Regions from separate parts of the Zea mays genome. Here region 1 is linked to region 2. A link is a contact called in public Hi-C data. All regions are on one chromosome and are shown on one strand. The core of a region is the stretch at or near the end of the contact, and the rest is flanking DNA. Distances in the headings are between cores, read along the strand shown.

The links. A called contact is a pair of places that touch in the nucleus more often than the background predicts.
Region 1: a contact with region 2 is called in a Hi-C map of ear, with 4 times the contacts expected there. The contact joins the promoter of LOC103629626 here to the promoter of LOC100383604 in region 2. A contact is called at or near these places in 7 of 25 Hi-C or Micro-C datasets (ear, endosperm, leaf and 2 more).

Annotation. Positions count from the first base shown.
Region 1 is chr6:99,112,247-99,118,020 of Zm-B73-REFERENCE-NAM-5.0, reverse strand. It overlaps LOC103629626 (external alternative NAD(P)H-ubiquinone oxidoreductase B1, mitochondrial), which reads right to left and starts at 3,512. Exons shown (of 9, transcript XR_004850222.1): 1 at 3,032-3,512; 2 at 2,452-2,716; 3 at 993-1,199; 4 at 1-113.
Region 2 is chr6:98,851,469-98,857,495 of Zm-B73-REFERENCE-NAM-5.0, reverse strand. It overlaps LOC100383604, which reads left to right and starts at 1,589. Exons shown (of 4, transcript NM_001176252.1): 1 at 1,589-1,787.

The DNA.
Region 1 (5,774 bases), core at 2,263-4,762, 260 kb before region 2:
ATAACTACAAAATGTAGGATTTTCCTTTTCTCTTCTTCACTAATATTTGGAAGTGATGCTTTTTCAAAACAATCTATCACACCCTTCCGTATCTTCTGAGCATCCTCTACTTCCTGACTTTCATGATGTGAAGCCATGTCATGATAGAGGAAGGCAGAAAATATTACATGATAGATGATGCAGTTAGTAGCTTCATGAATGTAAATCTTCGAAGAATGACCATAAGGACACTGAAGATTTATACTGCATTAAGGGCAAAGTCACACAACAGGGTCATTCAGAGAATGTAATGCCACTGAGCAGGTGCTCCATGGGAATGCTGACGTGTGAAAAAACAAAACATAGGTCACATATGCTTAACATAAGTAGCTACAAGCTATATATGTGTGTTCCAAATGGGTGTGCACTACATCATGCCATATGGTTGAGTGTAAACTGACATTTGATTCTATTTCATGATTATTAAAAAAAACTCGGACGGGAGGAAAAGACCGCCCTCCGGTATTATATTAAGAGGCCGAAATATAGTCCCGGCCGAAAAAATCTCCGAACCCTAACTCCCCATCACTAGCAGGTCATCACCGCCCACTCTGCAACGGCCCAGCCGAAGGGTGGCGCGCAGGACGTAAACCGGGAGCGGATAGACACAACGAGGGGATTTTTTTAACCAAGCCAGAAATTCGCCCCGAGGGAGATCAAACCCGGGACTTGGAGGTGCTACTCGGAAGCCTTAATCATTACACTAGAGGTCCTTTCACCTCTTTCATGATTATAATTTGACAGGTTCTTTCATGCAATGAAATCTATGTGTCGATGTAAGATTTATCATTGCAGTTACATTGTTTTGTTAGACAAAAAAATTTCATTTCACACAGGATTAGACAATGAGATCAAAATCAAAAGCATCTTCATGATGTTATTAACGATCAAGCAGAATAACTACAGCTTATAATTGATATATGGATCAAAACATAATATGTAGGGAATTGTACCTTCAAAAAGCAGCAGTGCTCCAGCACTCCAGGAGTGTTAAATGTACTTACAGTAGCCCCAAGAGCAACAACTAAGTAGTCATAATCCAACATAAAATCACCATTCCCATCAAGATTAGTTCCAACAGCAGAACGGCAATGTACAGTTTTTCTATTTGCATCAATCTTGAAACACTCGGCTTCACAAAATGTGACATCCTTGTTTTTCTATGAAAAATAAAGACAAGAACAATAAAACAGTCTGTGTCACTGAACTAACACAGAAAGTGAATGAACACTACTGAGGCATACAAGGTATCGAGGTAAGCACTCTTAGTAAACACGAAATGATTTTTTTAAATTTTTTTGATGCCAATGCTATGCCACTTTGACAACTGAATTTTATCATCGCATATTAGGGACACTGAACAAGTCACAAGAGTGCAATATTGTGATTTATGAAATAATGTTATGTCATGTTTACACATATCACTTCTATATATCCAAACTACACACGTACACATTATAAATTATACCTATGATCAGATTGAGCTGACTGCATGCGTTTTAAGGCCCCACTTGTTTTGGATGTCGGGAGTATCACAAATGAACAGCTAACCAACACATGGCAAGACTCAAGAGTCAAGACCAAAGAGATGTGCCACCAACACTTTTTCCAGCTTTGTATGCACACAGCTTGAGGAAAAATAGAACGGTGAGGGAGGCATTGACAGACAACAAGTGGGTGATGGATGTGGATCACAATATGAGCCAGCAGATCATCACGGAATTTGTGGCCTTATGGGTGCGCCTACAGGATATACACCTGCTGCAATCACAATAAGGCACGGTCACTTGGCTACATTCGCCTGATGGTCAGTACATGGCAAAGTCTGCATATGAAGTGCAGATTCTTCGCTTGGCTCATGCTTCAGAACAGAATATGGACAACTGCGCTTTTGCAGCTGCAGGGGTGGCCAAACGACCACTTCTGTCAGCTGTGTGTTAGGAACCTAGAGACATTCTCACAATTTTTTATCCCAGGAATACTGCTTCTCTAGGATAATATGGGGAAAAGTGGCTTCATGGATTGAGGCACCAGCTTTGGCGCTGTCTAATTGGAGCCAGATGGAAGACTTGGGACAATGGTTCATTGAGATGGGGAACTGTGGAACAGAAGACAGGGTGTGCGATCTATGATCACGCTAACCATTTGGGAAATGTAGAAAGAGAGAAATAACTGCGTATTCAATAAAGTTAGCAAGACACCTCTAAGTGTTCAGTGCAAATTGCAATACAAGATGAGGCAAGTATGTGAATACATGCGGTGGAACAGGGGCCTAGAGCTGATTCTACCGATACAAGCACAACACCTAATAGCATTATTTATGCTAACATTCCAACGAGAATAAACAAAACACCACACCAAATTGCATTGAGCACACAGTAGCACATAATCAATTGGCAAAAAAAGAAGTACCTTCTCAAACATCCTCCGTACCGGTTCAATAATGCTGCGCGGCTCGACAGTCCCACACGTGACACTCGGAAGCAGAGGAGTGAACGCGAAGTAGTTCCGGGGCGATATGACCTTCACTTCATACCTGGAGCAGTCGAGGTTCTTGAGGAACGACGTCCCAGCCCAGCCAGTCCCAAGAACCACCACCTTCTTCCTGGGAGCATCCTGAGATGGGTCCGGCGCGCTCTCTGCAGCGGAATCCGCGTACGCCACAAGGCCTCCGCCACTGCAGAGCGGTAGCGAATCTTTCAGCTCGCAAATGCAGCCCAAATATGCAAAGTGAAATACTGGAACCAAACCGAAGGTATGAATTTTTCCCTATCCAAACACAGTAGATGGATCCCAAGAAACATGATCCTATGGCCTTCACAGTTGACGACGATGGTCGAACAGGAGAGCAAATCAAAGGGACGGGAAGAAACAGATGGGTGAACAGAAAAAGGAGCAGTAAATCACGCGACAACCGCCCTCCTCCAAAAAGAGAGAGAGAGAGCAAAATCGGGGGGTTTCTGGTGGAAAGCGACGGAGGAAGCACTCGCACCTGGCCGCTGTGAGCAGAAGCGCGGCGGTGGAGAAGCCGGGGCGCGCGATCCCGTCCAGCAGTCGAGCACCGGCTCGGGAGGTGAAGAAGGAGAACCCCATCCTCCTTTGCTCGCTTTCAGAAGACCACACTCACTGATCAGGTTCCGAGTCAGAACCCCAATCCCGAACGATGAACGATCCGCGCTAATAATACCGGCGAGAAAAGCGATGGAAAAGGCCAGCCTAGAACACGGCCTACTACCTGCTCCCTTGGTCGCCGCTCATTGGCTAGCCGCTGCGGATGTGTCGCGTGTCCATCCGCAGCAGCAGCTGCCTCTGACCTGTCCCAGACTCCCAGGTACTCCTACCAGAAAAAAATAAAAATAAAAGGAAAATTACCCCAGATTTGAGGCAATGCAGGAATAAAAAAGTTCCAGATCTCATCCACGTCCAAGACTTCGTATTATACACCGGTCGGCAATTTCCCATCTCCCTCTGATGAGTCATGGCCATTCTGCATTTCTTTACATGACCTAATTGACTTCCACCTGACCAGCATGTGACACGTCCACATGGCCTATCGCTATCGCTTCTTTCCCCCTTTTTCTTGTTTAGATATACCATGCGATGCGACATGCCGTATGCTTCAGTCGTTCAGCCTCCATGCCCCCCACGCTGCCTTTTTTGCTATTGAGACGATCTTGAATTTTACTTTCTGCAGCTTGATCTAGTTCTGAATATGACTTGAATTCTACTGCGTTAGATATAGGTCCATTATAATCTTGATGCCAAAAAACAAGTTAGCTCCTAGATGCAGTGACGAGGGATAGAAAATAATGACAAAGTAAGGGGCTTTATTATTATTATAACACTATATAGCATGTAGTGATTAAACTGTCAGACATTCGACTTCCTGCAGCATAAGAAGAGTTTCTTACTGAGGGCCCACTTGCAGCAATTTTACAAGAATTTCTTAACCATTTGGTAGTACGAACTGTGATCAACAACGATAATAACTTTATCATTCACTCAGTCAGTGAAATAAATGCCGCGACCATCACCTTCCCCGCACGGATGACTCTCACCTTCCCGCCCTTTCTCGTCCGGACGGCGCGCCTGGCGACTAGGGTCGGGGCGCCGCTCGCCGCCTTGGCCCGCGCCGTCGCGGAGGCACTGCCCCTGCCAGTCCGAGGTCCGAGCCCCGTCTCGCTGATCTCCAGGCCGCCCGAGTCGACGCCTGCTTCCTCGGTCCTCGCGTCTTCTCCAACCTGCCGCCGGACCCCGCCCTGCGCTCGTGGGCCGATACATATCAAGCCCACCATATATATTGGCCCATCCGTGATACGGGCCAGGGCCCCTTTTAAACAGCTCTACCGTATATGGTCTACCGACTACCGGCAGAGCTACAGAACTGCTACCTCGCAGGCGCACTTGCCGCCGCCTTAGAGCACCTAGAGGGGATCAACACTAAATGACACAAACTTGGTTTATAAAATGTTAGTGGAATCAAAACCAAGGTGCTATGTCTAGAGAGAAAGAGATGACTTGTTCACTTAATTGCTCTTCACAAGGTGAGTATTAAACTTAGAACAATTATCAAGTGAGTAGAAGCAGAGAGAATTGCACACGAATAACAACAAATGACACAACGATTTTATCCCGTGGTTCGGCCAAGTAGAACACTTGCCTTCTTCCACGTTGTGGCGTTCCAATGGACGAGGGTTGCACTCAACCCCTTTCAAGCGATCCAATGATCCACTTGAATACCACGGTTTTCTTCCTTATAGCAGATGTTCCTTTTGTGAGGAATCTCCACAAGTTGGAGCCTCTCACCCTTACAATATTGATCACAATGAAAACCACAAGAGTAAGAGAGGGAATAGAAACACACGCAAGAGCTAGAGTCACAGCAGTGACACGCACACAAGTCAAGAAACGAGCACACAAACACAGCGCACCAAGTTCACAACTCAACAAGTGCTCAAATCTCAAACACAATGATCCGGATGCGTGCTTGCGGAGCCTAGGCGTCTTAGGATATTCAATGTAGGCTTGGTGTCTGCTCCATGTGCCTATGGGTCCCTTTTATAGCACCAAGGCAGTTAGGAGCCGTTGGAGCTCCATTTGGTAGGCAATTCTTGCCTTCTGTCCGTGGGCGCACCGGACAGTGAACAGTACAAGCACAGGACGCGACAGAGAATCGCCTGATTGGTTGGTTTCCTTTTCTGTGGGGCACCGAACGGTCCGGTGTGGGGCATCGGACGGTCTGGTGCGCCATATGACTGTTGGCCCTTGGTCGACGTGGCAGGTAGTCGTTGCACGGTTGTTACACCGGACTGTCCGGCGCCTCGTGCGGACTGTCCGGTGAATTATAGTCGACGTAGCCAGGAAACCCCGAGAGCAGAGAGTTGGGCTGACCGTGCACCGGACTGTCCGATGCACACCGGACTGTCCGGTGGGTGGTACCGGACCGTTCGGTGCTGCGCAGTCCAGCACCTTTTCTACGTTCCTTCCTTTGTCTTCCTTTGATTCTTTTGGACTTCACTTAGCTGAGTCCCTAGCACTTAGACAAGTATGTTTAGCACATAAAAACAATTGACTAAGCGTCTAGAACTTACCTTCATACTTGATCCATCTAGATATACCTTTGTTCAACATTAGTTGGTTCTCACCTGGTGTGTTGTGCATATAATCACCAAAACAATATAGAAATGGCCTAAGGACCCATTTTCCTTTCAATCTCTCCCCTTTTTGGTGATTTA
Region 2 (6,027 bases), core at 340-2,839:
TCTCACGGATCACTTAGACCCCGCAAGGACCACCACACAATTGGTGTCTCTTGCCTTGCTTACAAAACACTTATGAACACGAATGAGGAAGGAAGAAAGCCAACCAAGCGACAAGAGCAACAAAGAAACATAAGAACGATCCTCTCACAAGTCCTAAAGCACTAGAATTGAATTGGGGACTTTGATTGGATCGGTGGCTTTGATTTATGTCTTGGAGTATTGCACTTTGCTCTTCTATTGAATGAGGAGTGCTGAATGATTGGATGGTTGGAGTGGTGGTGGTTGAGGGGTATTTATAGCCCTCACCCACCAAAACAATCGTTGGGGTAGGCTGTTGTCGATGCGCGCTACCGGACTATCCGGTGCGCCAGCCACGTCACCCAACCGTTAGGGTTCTGGAGCAGACGACCGTTGGAGCTTTGTCTTCATGCGGCACCGGACAGTCCGGTGTCACACCGGACAGACACTGTTCACAGTCCGGTGCCCCTCTGACTTCTGCGCTCTGACTCTGCGCGTACTGTTCACCACTGTTCGCGGAGTCAGCGGCTTTTGCAGTCGACCATTGCGCCGAAGAGCCATTGCTTCGCTGGTGCACTGGACAGTCCGGTGGCACACCAGACAGTCCGGTAAATTATAGCGGAGCAGCGCTGGAAAAACCCGAGAGTGCCGAGTTCACTCTGGTACAGACCTGGTGCACCGGACACTGTCCGGTGACACACTGGACAGTCCGGTGCGCCAGACCAGGGCAGTCTCAAGGTTCTTGCTCCTTTGAATTTGAACCCTATCTTTAATCTTCTATTGGTTTGTGTTGAACCTTTATGCACCTGTAGAACATATAATATAGAGCAAACTAGTTAGTCCAATATTTATGTTGGGCATTTCAACCACCAAATTTATTTATAGGAAAATGTTTGACCCTATTTCCCTTTCACTTTTTGTTTCTCATTAATTTCATTTCATATGGCCATTTCTTTATTCAATCAACAAGTTGCCTTGGTCACCCAAATCAAGTTCTCATATTAAAAAAACAGGTAGATGTTCTCATAAGCTTGACAGGAAATAATATGTTGGAATTGCTTAACATAAGGATGCTGTCATGTTTCATGGCATATGATGGTATTCATGGTGCACCAATATACCACTGGGCTCTGAAAGTCACGCTTTCAAGAACTTAGAGCTTATGTACATCTAGAGTTCCAAATACATTTAAACGATTAATCGAAGTCAAACAATGTACACCATAGGACTAATCATAAAAGACCTCCATGCCCCAAAAAGCAAACCTACCATTTCCTGCGGGTATAAGTTCAGCTTAAAAAAGCATGGAATCTTAGATTGTCTCCAGTATAGTGTTTTCAGAACGTTCGATTAGTCACGATTAATCGGCGATTCATCGACTGATCGCCAGTGCCGATCAAGGGTAATGACGCGATCAGGCTTGATCGTCCGATTAATTTAGAAACGATCAGCCTGGCTGGATGGATTGAAATTTCGGCCCAATGGCCCACTTCACTTGTCCAGCGACCCAGCCCAGCTTCCTTTTTTTCCAATTCCCACGTGAGCAGAAGCTGCACAAGCACAACCAAGAGCCAACATAAAGCAACGCCCAGGCATACACGACACGAACCAGGCAACCAGCTGCCGAGGGAGGAACCCTAGCGGAACAGGTGACGGCGTCGCGCTACCGGTGACGGCGTCGCGCTACCGGTGACGGGGGATACGGCGGCATCGTCCCCCTCGGCCCCTCCTCCATCCCCGGCGCGGCGGCGCCAGCAGCCGTCCTGCAGGTACGGTCTCCAGTCTCCAGAATCCAGAGCTTGTCCCTTTTTTCTGGTGTGCTCTGTAGGTATGGGCGTATAGCTGTTGGCCTGTTGCTGCCCATGTCCATGTTTGTTGGTTTTCAGTTTTACTTAGATGCTGAAAGCCTGAAACCTTCCAGTGATTATTCGCTTCATGTTGTAGTATGGCTGTCAGCCTGTTGCTGCCCATGTCCATGGGCGTATCACGTATGGCTGTTTGCCTTGTTGAAAGCCTGAACCTGAAGCCATGTCCATGGGCGTGTAGTTATATATATGAAGGTTGATCGGTTCCTATAGCCCTGGACGATCAGGATTTCTGATTGACCGATCAGAGCCCGGTTAATCGGGCTGGTCCTCGACTAATCATGAGGAGCGATCAGCCGATCTGGAAACATTGGTTTGAGCCTAGGAAGCTGCAACTCTATAATACAGGTCTCGAGCAGCCCAAAATGCACAGAACTGGGATTCACAATTTGAATGAAAGTGACAGAGTTCACAACAAAGCTATATAACTAGAAAAACCAAAGCGGCCTATAGTTTGGGACAGGGAGTGGTAGTAGTAAAAAAACTAAAAAAAAATATGTAGAAGGCACATACTCTCTGGCCATGGCAACTAAGAAAATCTCCTGCATGGTCTGCTTTCAAGTGAGATAGAGCAGACTTGAGTGCCTTCCTCACAAGGTATCTTTCTTGTTGAGATCCCTGCTGTTCTTGCATAGCAGTGGCTAGAGAAAATCAAGGATCGACAGAAAATCCACCTTCTACATATAAATTGAAGCTTTCATTGGGAAAAAAGGCCTGTGAATGACCAAAAGAGTATGCAGTGCACAGTGTGAAAACGGGATATCATTCATGGTAAGTGTGAATAGCAATATCAATACGAGCAAATGTCATGTTATCCCACTCAAGAAAAGCATTTCCTTCATCACCCAGCAAACTTCCTTTTAACTTGAAACCATAGCTTTGCCAGCCTGTGCTCATCAACACATCAAAAGAGGACTGTGATATCTGACAAGGTACAAAATCTTCAAAATACAGAACCTACAATTGTTGCAACCAACGATGGCATAAACTGTCAGCTCAGTTGAATCATGATTAACTATAATATCACTGGACACGAAAAAGAATGCATATGGCTGTTGGCCTGTTGCTGCCCATCAGCCCATGTCCATGTTTGTTGGTTTTCAGTTTTACTTAGATGTTGAAAGCCTGAATCCTTCCAGTGATTATTTGCTTCATGCTGTAGTATGGCTGTTGGCCTGTTGCTGCCCATGCCCATGGGCGTATCACGAATGGCTGTTTGCCTTGTTGAAAGCTTGAACCTGAAGCCATGTCCATGGGCGTGTAGTTATATATATGAAGGTTGATTGGTTCCTATAGCCCTGAACGATCAAGATGTCTGATTGACCGATCAGAGCCCGGTTAATCATCGGACTGGTCGTCGACTAATCGTGATTTGTCGGCTGATCGCCCCTCTGGCGATCAGGAGCGATCAGCCGATCTGAAAACATTGCTCCAGTAGAGTGTGTAAAATAGGGGATGCGGAACTGTAGTCTGTAGATGACACCGTTTAACACTGTTTGCAGAGAGAAGTTTGAAATAGGGGATGAGATAGGAAATCTGCTGGAGATAGCCTTACACCAGGTGGTATCAGTTGGGGGTGAATGACTTATTGCTCCTAGCAGACTCTCATACTTGTGTTCCAACTGTACACCATTACAAGAAAGAAAAATGCAGATTATGGAGGAACGCTAATCTGTTTACAGTTCCGAAAGCTCCAATATGTGTGCGTGTGTGACATTGTAACCGAAATTTCTCATGTACTTCCTGTGCGTCCACAAATTTGTACATGAAGGGTTGGCAGTTGGCACATGCTGATATCTCATATAGTGTTCATAGATTTTTACAGAAATACATATCTCATGTAGTCAGGTAACTAAAATAGGTCTTTTAAATAAAATTTGCTGGGACTAAAGTTTAGTCCTCATTTTAGGATGGTGAATCAAATACAAACAAGTGTTCACACATTACAGTAAGCCCACATATCATAATCTTATGGTGACAATCACAACGTAACCTGAGTCTTTCTTGGCTTTCTTGTGCTCATTGTACTTTTCTTGCTTCTTGTTCCATGGCAAGCTATCAAATGACACCATAGGAATTATTGCATTCTTAGCTTTTGCCTTTGATATTGAACTTCATGGGTGAGGGCGGTCAGCGAGGCTAGACATGGCGCAGCCCCAAGGCTGTCGTTCTGGCTTTAATCTTTACTAGAAAAAGGAAGCGCCCTATCGGGCGCTAAACACTTTATGCAGTAGGAGAATAAATTAAACCATATGTTACACCTTATAGGACACATTTTAATGCGGCCGCAAAATTAGGCAAAGAAAGCCACAATGATTGTGGACCAACAAGCTTTAACAAGTAAAAATGATGTACATTGTCTCGACTACTAAACGATAGCTAAGCCACCGTAAGCTAAGTAAAAGCTCATATTCTTGTGGCTAATAAGAGATGCATGATCCAGAAACAAAGTATATATTGTCCTAATTCAAGTAGCAGTTTGTGCCTTCTAAATGTAAAATGGAACATTATGCAATAAAGCATACCTTCCTATACGCAGAACCAGTAGGGAACCATCCTTTCTTAGTTCTGCAATAAACTGCAATTGCAGATGTCACAACAAACTGGACATATCCAGTTAGGATTCTTCTTAACCTCTAACACACTCTCGCCATACCTGCATCCACTATACAGTGTCAATCCAGAAACTACTAACTGTCAAGAGAAAAGAAAACAGAGTTCAATTCACATTTACATGCATATTCATCTCATCGCCATCGAAGAAGCCATCATTGTATTGTGAAGTAAGTTCAACTGGAAAGTTGAGTAGTGCATAGTTTTGATGAGATGCCCCATGATAGACAATCTATGAAGACTTTGTTGCCGATAGAAAAGAACAAAATCCCCATCATTGAGATGCCTCTCCACCTAGGGAAATCTGACACAATGAATCGAAGACATAAAAAAATCCAATGACATTGTGTAGAAAAACAGCAGCTTCTACAACCAAAGTGAAGTTGATACTCACCTTGTAACCAAGCTCTAGATGTTGATCATTTCTTTTCTTCACATATTGAAGATCAAGCCTCTGACCATCGTCCATGATGATATATTTTGCACCGGTCTTCCCTGGGGGAGGGTGAGGCCCATATACGAAGGGTTCCTTCAACCTGAAATCATTGGATTTAGCTGCAAATGACCAGCAAAAGCACACTAAGTAAATAACATTTATCAATAAGAAAATTGGTTCACCTCTCATTATTATATGGATTGATAGTTTCAGGATATGTCAGGTTCAAAGCAGTACAACATGGTATGCCAAACTCATCAATATTTATGTTTGGATCTAGTGTGTAAACTGTATAGGCCGAGAAATGAACATACTTGCCCATTAAGTTTCCTCTAATGCAGCCTTCTATAGCTTTCAGTCTGCTGCAAATTGATTCAATAGGTCTTCCAGAACGCTGTGTGGCCTGAGCATTTCAACAAATAATTTCTCAATTGAGGGTCACTGTGTCCATCTGGCTGCAGTTTCCCCTCTCCATGGTCTCTGCATGCTCTATTTGAACCACCTATATTTGTCTCTACCAAAGAAGAAATAAATAAATAAATGGATAGTCAATAGCTGTTATCCCTAGAAACATGTTCCTCACACACCGTAGACAAAACAAACCAGAATAACCTTTTAATGGGTCGTTCCTATTCAGTGCTTCGGTACTCATTTTTTCTTTCGAACAGCAGAAAATTTTAATTTTTTTATGGCAATGAAAAGAGACCACGAATGACAGCTTTATCAAAATGTCTTGTCCATTAATGGACAGCTTTGAACCTTAATAGTGGATTGGCTAATTAACCAGTAGTCTACACTGATTATTCAACCAACAATGTAACAGCCTATTTGATTTACATGTAGCCATTCATTCACTCTATTCGTAAAAACTATACACTAATATATGCACAATCCAAATTTGCGCAGTCATATGTGAGCCATAAATATTGTGGAATCATAAATCTGTATTATAAAACTGTGCAGTCATATGTGCACACAAGAATCCAAAACACGAAGACACCTCTCATATGACTACTTTTTCTCTGCATACGTGATAGAGACCCTCCATCTGTAATTATGGTGTAGTATTTCCATATGGTATTAAAATATACAAGC